3 separate regions of the Mus musculus genome follow, and regions 2 and 3 are each linked to region 1. The links are chromatin contacts, called in public HiChIP or PLAC-seq and Micro-C maps. All regions are on one chromosome and are shown on one strand. Each heading gives the region's core, a stretch centred on a gene start, on an enhancer-like site or on the middle of the called end of the contact. The rest is flanking DNA. Distances are from core to core; before and after follow the strand shown. Region 1 has its middle 24 kb from the start of Agpat4. Region 2 overlaps Agpat4 (1-acylglycerol-3-phosphate O-acyltransferase 4 (lysophosphatidic acid acyltransferase, delta)). Region 3 overlaps Agpat4 (1-acylglycerol-3-phosphate O-acyltransferase 4 (lysophosphatidic acid acyltransferase, delta)).

Region 1 (2,700 bases), core at 2-2,501:
ATTTACCTGAATGTGGGTGTGTCAGTTTGTATATGCTTGGCCCAGGGAATAGCACTATTAGAAGGTGTGGCCTTGTCATTGTGGGTGTGAGCTTTAAGACCCTCATCCTAGCTCCCTGGAAGCCAGTCTTCTCCTATTGGCCTTTAGATGAAGATGTAGAACTCTCAGCTCCTCTTGCACCATGCCTGCCTGGATGCTGCCATGCTCCCACCTTGATGATAATGGACTGAACCTCTGAACCTGTAAGCCAGCCCCAATTAAATGTTGTTTTTTATAAGACTTGCCTTGGTCATGGTGTCTGTTCACAGCAGTAAAACCCTAAGACAGTGGGCAACTCTGTTCCATGAGCTGGGGGCCCAGACTGAATAAGAACAAGAACTCAAGCTGAATATCAGCTTTCATCTCTCTACCTCTGCTTCCTGACTGTGGATACAATGTAACCAGCTGCCCCACTCTTGCCTGCCATCTTGCCTCCTCCACTCTACTGGACTGGACTGCTAGACTATGAGCCAAAGTAAACCATTCTTTCTTGCAGATGTATTTTTTTCAGGTTTTTTTTTTCTTTCTGTTCTTTCTTTTCTTTTCTTTTCTTTTTCTTTTCTTTCTTTCTTTTTTTTTTTTTAAGAAAAAGTACTGCTACAGAAGCCACATTTAAATGCTATTGTACACTAACGTCATCTGCTTTTTCATACCAACAGCATTGTCTGATTGTTGAAGCCTACGGTAGGTAGTCTCATGGCACTGAGCAGAGGGCTCTGCAGAGGCAGCCTGGCTTGCAGTCAATTCTGTGAGTACTGCACAGGGACCAGCCCAGCTGAAGTCAGTTCTCCCAGGATCTAAGTGTTCCTTGGATCAACAACAAAGCAGTTTTCAGCTCCGAAGCGTTTGTACAATGGAGTGCATGCTTGCCTGTTTTCTTGAGCGGAATTTGCAGAACACACTCTAACCTTTTCCCTGTTGACTCAGCATGAGTCACCATTATGAATCAAAACCATAGAATTTTAGTACAAAAAGGAACCTCAGAGACTACTTAGCTCTGGGTTTTCATATTCCAGAAGCAGGGCTAGAGGAGTTTAGGGGGTGGCAAGAGGGCGAGGATGGGATGTGAATTTGGAGGGGCCTGATCGGGAGACCCCACTTCACCTTTGGTCGTGCTCTGATTTCCACATCTGAGACTCACGCATGCTGTGTGGATGCTGACAGTCCAGACAGCTCTTGACAGAGTGGTTACATACCCTGTTCTCTGACCTCTGCGTCTCTGTCTCCACAGTTGCCCAAGACTTGCTTATGTACATGGGAGGCTGGAGTAAGGTTGCACTCAGCTGGGGCTTGCAGCTGCTACCATTACTACAGTGGGCTCAGAGGAGCCTTTCCATATGAACCCAGCTCTATTCTCTGCCTGGCTGTCACTGGTCAGTTCCTGGGGCAGTTATGGCACCCTCCCTTGAGAGAACCCCAACTTCTCTCCCTCACTACTTCACTCTTAGATCTGGCCACCAAGTTAGGGACTGAAATAACCAAATTGTACTTTTCTGGCCTGAGGGAATATACTCAAGAGCAAGGTGTCTGCTAGGGGGGACATCCCCTGGCTTACAAATGGCTCATCTTGTGTCACCAAGAAGGTTCCTTTTCTGTGCCTGTCAACGTTATAACCTCTTAGTGGGCCACTAATCATGATGTTTAGGGTGTACCCTAGTGCCACACTTTTACCTCTTCAAAGGCCATTTCCCCAAATACAGTGACTCCCAGAGCTTCTAATTGTTGAAACATGGCTCAGTCCATGATAATCTTATTCATGGCTCGGCTTACAGCAAATCAGGCTTTGAGGACAGTCACAGTGATGATTCCAGGGCCTTTTATGTATTCTTTTAATGCGCAATTGGCCCTTACACAGACAACTGACTTCTCAAAAAGTTTTTTCTTACTACTGGGTCTCATTATGGCACTTTCCAAACAAATTTGTGTTTGTTTGTTTCCCTGCTTCTCTCATTTCCTCCTTCCCCCTTGTAACTTCCTGCTTCCATCACATGTGACTTTTTGTGGCCACACCCACTTCCTCAACACCTCCTGTTTCCCTCTTGAGGACTCCTTGCTAGTTCCATAGTCTATACCCCTGTCAGACACACACACACCCTTTTTACATATCTATAACAATAAAAGTTAGGATCTACATATGTCTTAGTTAAGGTTTTGCTGCTGAGAACAGACACCATGACCAAGGCAACTCTTGTAAGGACAACATTTAATTAGGGCTGGCTTACAGTTTCAGAGGTTCAGTCCATTATCATCAAGGTGGAAGCATGGCAGCATCCAGGCAGGCATGGCCCAGGAGGAGCTGAGAGTTCTACATCTTCATCTGAAGGCCAATAGAAGACTGGCTTCCAGGGAGCTAGGATGAGGGTCTTAAAACCCACACCCACAATGACATACTTCCTCCAACAACTTCCTGCCACACCTTCTAACAGTGCTATTCCCTGGGCCAAACACATACAAACCACTACAGCATATGTGAAGGAGTGTGCGAGTCTTCTCTTTTGGAGTCTGGGCCACGTCGCTTAATAAGCTACTTCCCAGGTCTACCTGTTCTCCTGCAAATTTCATAATAGTTTTATTCTTCTTTCCAATTGAGCAAACTTTTAAAGCTATGTATATGTGTGTTTATGTGTATGTATATATATGTGTATGTATGTGTTTGTGTAT
Region 2 (2,733 bases), core at 223-2,722, 68 kb before region 1:
TTACCCCTTTTTCTTTCTACACATCTGAACTAAGCCTGACTCTTTTGTTACATACCAAGGGTTTAATCTCATAAGAATGTTTTCAAGGCGTCAAGGGATCCTTTCAACAGAACAACAGCAGGTACAACCTTCTACCCCGTAAGCATGCCGACCTAGGCTGATTTCTATGGCTTGTGAGCGTAGGAACAAGGCGACCATGTTGAAGAAACCCGTCACGTTCATGCCCAGCTTCATGGAACTGAACAGAGGCCTTGCTTCATCTAGGGTAGAGCCTATCATGAGACCTCTGAATTCATCTTTTGGGGAGCCCTCTTCAGGTACCTACTGAGGTGCAGAGAACGCTGCCAGGGAGGACTACTCCCATAGAGCATCCTTCAACACAGGAACGCAGCTCTGATAACTCCCAGCCATCTGCCTGGGGCTCTCCAGCATCTGCCTCTTCCCACACTCCTCCACCGTCCCACACCCCGACACCCTCACAATTCCTCTGTACACATTCCTGGTTGTCAGGGCTCCCTGAAAAGCATGAAGGCTTCGTGCCGTCAGACAGTGTGTGCCTGTCTGACTGGGTAGGAAATAACCTTGAGGCCACCTTCACCTCCCTTTCTGTTTTTGCAACATGTCGAGATGTATTTCCTTGTCTCACAATGAAAAATAAAAACAAAACAAAGCCAAGCCTCAGGTAAAGTGATGGAGTCTTGAGGTTTTAGAACAGGGCTCTCTTAAGTCCATACTAAGAACCCCTTCTCCTGGGGGGCCCACAGCTGGTCTCCCCTAAACAGCTGCACACAACCTCCAAAGGGAGCTTCAACACCGGGCAGGCTTGGTGGGCTCAGCGCTCCTCATACTACGCACGCACGCACGCACGCACTGTCTGGGGATGCGGAGTGGGATACTGCACATTTAAGTTAAGCGGCTGACACGCATTCCTGGGATCTGAGTGAGGTCGGGAATTCTCTTCTCCAATAACCCCCTTCCTTCCTGGGAACCTGGCATCAGGCCAGGAAGGAAGGCCTCCTCGAAGGATTGGAAATGCCTCCCCTCCCCTCAGGATCTAAGACAAGGCGAAGTGGAGGAAAACAGGAAACTGTGTTTTGCTGAGAGGGGCCAGGGCCTGTTGAGAACTCTTCACCTACTCTACTTCAAATTAAGTCTCTTCATTTCTCTCTCTGGTTTATGAAAACAAAATGCCACAGGCTAACCACAATGCTCTTCAAGTAGTTTTCATTCTTTACGAAGAATTAAGTATGTATGGCTGGCATATGCAAATTTTATTAAGGTAAAAATGCGCTTTACATAATTTATAAAATATATTAAATGATTTACTCCAACTCAGAAGATTGAAATGGCACAAGAAATGTAAGGAGATGCCCTAAGGTTTCTTTTCTGGCAACTTCAGCTTCTCTAGACCACATCCAGGGCACCAAACTCATACTCCAAGCCTGAACTGAAAGCTGTAACCCAAGCTGCCAGTGGAGCTCAGCACCGCCCAACCCAAATGAGCCTGAGGACAGCTCATTCCTTTCTAAACCACAGCAACAGCTAAGGCAACCTGCTCACTGGAGCCAGCCATCAGCTCACAGCACGCCGTATGTCAGCTGCACTCCCAGGTTTGCTGGTTTTTTAGTGGACGTAATTGTACACTTTACAGTGTAAATTCCCTCCTTAAAGTGTAAAGTCATTTCTTTTACCAAGGGTAAGAGATTCATATGAGAAATACACACAAATGTACACATACACACACCGCACACTCATGTACACACAGAGACACACACACACACACACACACAAACCACCACCACCACACATGTTCACATACATACACAGGTACACACTCACATACATGTACATATACATGTGTGTATGTATGTACACACACACATACCATATACCCATCACACATTCACCAGACACACATACATACCAGACACAGACATAGACACACACACCATACTTTCATACCTGGCTTGTGGTACAGCTTCAGGGGCTCATAGAACTACTCATCCTACACAGTGGGACTGGGCTGTTGCTTGCTCTGCACCATTCTGTGTGTACCTATAATCCAACTGTGCCTCAGTTTACCATAATTTGAGTCTAAAAGTCTCCATGAGATTGGATTCTCAGCACAGCCTTCCAGGTGTGCCTGCCCAAATAAACTCCAATACTGTTAACACCTGCTGAGGGTTTGGGGGTGTAGCTCAGTTAGTGGTCTACCAGGCGTGAAGCCCTGGGTTCCAGCCCCACCAATAACTAAATTGTTTTTTGTGGCTCATGCCTGTAATCCCAGAATTTGGGAGACAGAACTAAAAGGATCAGAACAGAAAAGCTGCCTTAGCCTGGAATACATGAAGCCCTGTCTAAAAACAACAACTAAAGAAAACACACACAAAAACCAAAATACCTACTGAGCAGGGGCAAGCACCTTGTTACCACCTGGGGCCTGAGACAAGGGCAGTCGTGCTTGAGTTGGTCCTGGCAGATGTCTGCTTTAAGAACAGTCTCTTTTGCCCGGCGTGGTGGCGCACGCCTTTAATCCCAGCACTTGGGAGGCAGAGGCAGGCGGATTTCTGAGTTCGAGGCCAGCCTGGTCTAAAGAGTGAGTTCCAGGACTATACAGAGAAACCCTGTCTTGGAAAACTAAAAAAAAAAAGGGTCTCTTTGAAAAGCCCCCATAAAACATGGTATCTACATATATCAAGAAGCAGATGAAAATTGTTTTGAAAGTTCAGATCT
Region 3 (2,924 bases), core at 111-2,610, 110 kb before region 1:
TGGTTGTCAGCAATAGACAAGCAAGAGATGGCCTCAAAGACTGCAGCTCCATGGCCAGGCCATCTCAGGGGTCCTCCAGGGAGCCTGCACCTTCTGCACTCACAGTGCAGTACCGCCGTTGACCAGCAGAGGGAAGTATTCACTGGGATGCAGAAACGTGAGGTGCCCAACCAGACTGGAACCTGCCTCTTGTCCCAGGTCCCACCTAGCCTCAAAGATCCCCTGTTTAGCCAGCATCCTTACCAACATCTCGCAAGCACTTCACAGTAATAGCAAAGCCTTTGGTGCGCGGCAGCAGGTGGTGTTTGAGGCTGGGCAGCCCCTTGGCTTGGGCCACCTGCATGCTGATTTGGTGTTTCTTCTCTGTGAACCGTGTGCCCTCACAGTGGATCAGGAACTGAAAAGCAAAAGATAATGAATGGTCACACAGGAGGATCCCACGCTCACACAACCCCAAGCTCAACCAGAGGCCACAGTGCCAAAGAAGTTCATAGTCACACTTGACGCCAGGTCAGCCCCAAAGTGCCCTCAGGTCACATGTCATTCCAGGTCATACTCAATTCAGTGGTCACCCGCAGAAGAGTCCTAAAGTGACTCCTATGTGTGGTAGCCACACATAATTCCACAGGAGCCAGACAGCACACGGCTCTTTTGCCTACGTACCAGATACTTCTCTGGGTAGTCCCGGAGGTGCAGCAGGCTCTTGGCAACCGTCTGCCGATCTTGCTCCCACTTGCGTGTGCAAAAGATCATTTCCACGAAGTACCACATCCAGCCAATGATTGGGACATAAGCCAGTTCTTTCTTGGCCAGGACTTTGGAGTTCTGAAATAGAAGAACCACCTCAGGGTATCTGTGAAGGAGACATGGCTCTTGGAGCTCTTATGGGGAAGGAATAGCCAGCCATACCAAAGGCTACAAAGCCAAAGCCTTTGGGCTTGGAGTCCTTCCTCTTTCCCACTGCATTGACTCATCCCTGGGTGGGCTGCTCCATGGACAGGGGTCTGCAGATGTGCACAGATGCTTGAGGATACTCTCTCATGGACCACAGCCCTCCTAGATGATTGACATCTGTGTGTTCACCAAGCCCAACCTGAAGTTCTGTCTGGCAAGTCTATAGAATACCATCCCACAGATCAACCCATCAGCAAAGCCACTGAGTTCGTACAGGCAAGGCCAGCAAGATTCATGACGTGACAGACTAGCGAGCAGAGGCCAGCAGAGTTTGAGGAGCCCCATAGCTGGCATGGGGAGCAGGGGAAGCTGGGAAATCAACTTGGCTCAAATGGATGCTCTTATTCATCTCTGCGGCTGGAAATAGCCAAACTCCTCAGGCCAGGGTAGCTGTGGTTAGTCTCCAACAGTTGCTCCATGACCACACTGTGTGGGCACCAGGGGTGGGGTGGGGAACTTGGGAATCTAATGAGTCAGGGAGATGCAAAATGACTTTCACTTTGCTGGACTTGTCTGTCTGTCTGTCTGTGTCTGTCTCTCTCTCTCTTTCTCTGTGTGTGAGAGAGAGAGAAAGAGAGAGAGAGAGAGAGAGCACATTCATGTGCATGAATGCAGAATGCAGACACATGGAGGCCAGGGGACAACTCCAGGTATCAGTCCCTGCCTTCTACATTGTTTGAGGCAGAGCATCTTGTTGTTTGTCGGTTGTACGTGCCAGGTTAGACGGCCCACGAGTGTCTGGGGACTCTCCAGTCTCCACTGCTCACCTCCCCGTAGGAGCAGTAGAATTCCAGACACTCGCACTACGTGTCCTGAGCTGCACGGAAGTTATGGGGATACACACTCAGGTCCCATACTTGCCTGGCAAGCCCTTTACCCACTCGGCACCCTGACCACCGCCACCATTCGTATTTTTACTCTCCACTATGGAATCGACTGAGACGCTCCCTGACTGAGATGGATGCTCACCCACCCACACCGGCAGTGTGGACCGTTGTAGGCAGCTGAGCACTTTTTTGACAGCTGTCTATTAAGGTCCTAAGCCTTCGCTGCCTGAAGGGAAGAGCAGGCATTTCACATCACCCACTCCCTTCTCTCCCCTTTTCCTATCTTCCACTCAGTGTCTTCATGGCTAAGACTCGTAGCATTTCTATCATGCTTGGGGCCCTGAGGTAAACTTCTGAGGAGGCCTCACCTACATCTACACCCAGCTTTTTCTTCTCAGCATGGAGTAACTTTAAAGTCTCAGATGAGGGAGTAAACTGCCTGATTAGAGATGATCTTACTCTTGTGCCTGTCACCCTGATAACCAAACCATCTTTGGGGTCATAGTCCACCCTAGTAGCTCACTGCCCTGTGTCCACACTAGACGTCAGACTCCAGGGAACAGGAAGGGACATTCCTGCCTGACCTCACTTTAATCTCTGATGAGAGCAAATGGATCCAAACACAAAACTTCCACGGGCAAATTAAGCTCTTCTTTCTGGAAGTTAAAACTTATTTTTAAGATTCTATACTGGATCTTGCAAAAATTACATATGGAGTGCTCAGGAATTACAGAATGACCCACACTACCACCCACAGAGGTGCTGTTGGGTCTACCAGGGCAGCTACTGGGCTGGGTGGGTGGTCAGTCTCACCCAGCCAATCAATCATAGCTGCATTCTTGGGTGCACTTCCTGTTTGTGGTTCTCCTGTGAGACACAAGTGAGTGTTAGCACTTGGCCTTTGGTAGCTGGTGGAGAAGGCTGCCCTAGTGGGTTGTGAGAATCTAGGGCTTCAACTAGAGGTGACTCAAGAGTCTGTATTCCCGGGGGTTGGGGATTTAGCTCAGTGCAAGCGCAAGGCCCTGGGTTTGCGGTCCTCAGCTCTAGGGAAAAAAAAGAGTCTATTCCCATCACTGTCATACGTCACCAAGAGTCACTTCAAGGTCCCACAGTAAAAGCATTCATTGGCTACAGGGTATACTA

What was found. A called contact is a pair of places that touch in the nucleus more often than the background predicts. HiChIP or PLAC-seq counts read pairs in DNA pulled down with a chosen protein or histone mark.
Region 2: a contact with region 1 is called in a Micro-C map of muscle stem cells, with 6 times the contacts expected there. The contact joins two enhancer-like sites. A contact is called at or near these places in 8 of 484 Hi-C or Micro-C datasets (the C10 cell line, effector CD8 T cells, muscle stem cells and 3 more), 4 of 115 datasets of contacts at active chromatin or transcription factors (double positive thymocytes, embryonic fibroblasts and embryonic stem cells) and 2 of 9 other capture datasets (adipose tissue and liver).
Region 3: a contact with region 1 is called in an HNF4G HiChIP or PLAC-seq map of pancreatic cancer cells. The contact joins two enhancer-like sites. A contact is called at or near these places in 2 of 39 promoter capture datasets (the C10 cell line and embryonic stem cells), 7 of 15 datasets of contacts at CTCF or cohesin (CD8 T cells, the G1E-ER4 cell line, the NIH/3T3 cell line and 3 more), 146 of 484 Hi-C or Micro-C datasets (the 63-12 cell line, the AML12 cell line, B cells and 71 more), 18 of 115 datasets of contacts at active chromatin or transcription factors (the HPC-7 cell line, the NIH/3T3 cell line, bone marrow-derived dendritic cells and 8 more) and 6 of 9 other capture datasets (adipose tissue, embryonic stem cells, embryonic tail and 3 more).

Annotation. Positions count from the first base shown.
Region 1 is chr17:12,093,577-12,096,276 of GRCm38.p6, reverse strand. No RefSeq gene overlaps it. Among named protein-coding and RNA genes, the nearest start is that of Agpat4, 24 kb to the left of the region's middle. Within about 2 kb of position 1,251, at least 91 of the 459 cell types and tissues checked have an H3K27ac peak or open chromatin away from gene starts, as enhancers often do. A contact at or near this core is called in the C2C12 cell line, the HL-1 cell line, the NIH/3T3 cell line and 5 more, where this site is marked.
Region 2 is chr17:12,161,805-12,164,537 of GRCm38.p6, reverse strand. All of the region lies in intron 2 of Agpat4 (1-acylglycerol-3-phosphate O-acyltransferase 4 (lysophosphatidic acid acyltransferase, delta)), which reads right to left. Among named protein-coding and RNA genes, the nearest start is that of Agpat4, 44 kb to the right of the region's middle. Within about 2 kb of position 1,472, at least 87 of the 459 cell types and tissues checked have an H3K27ac peak or open chromatin away from gene starts, as enhancers often do. A contact at or near this core is called in embryonic fibroblasts, muscle stem cells and myocytes, where this site is marked.
Region 3 is chr17:12,208,112-12,211,035 of GRCm38.p6, reverse strand. Agpat4 (1-acylglycerol-3-phosphate O-acyltransferase 4 (lysophosphatidic acid acyltransferase, delta)) reads right to left here. Exons shown (of 9, transcript NM_026644.2): 4 at 664-825; 5 at 244-397. Among named protein-coding and RNA genes, the nearest start is that of Gm46605, 55 kb to the left of the region's middle. Within about 2 kb of position 1,360, at least 50 of the 459 cell types and tissues checked have an H3K27ac peak or open chromatin away from gene starts, as enhancers often do. A contact at or near this core is called in the C2C12 cell line, the HL-1 cell line, the NIH/3T3 cell line and 4 more, where this site is marked.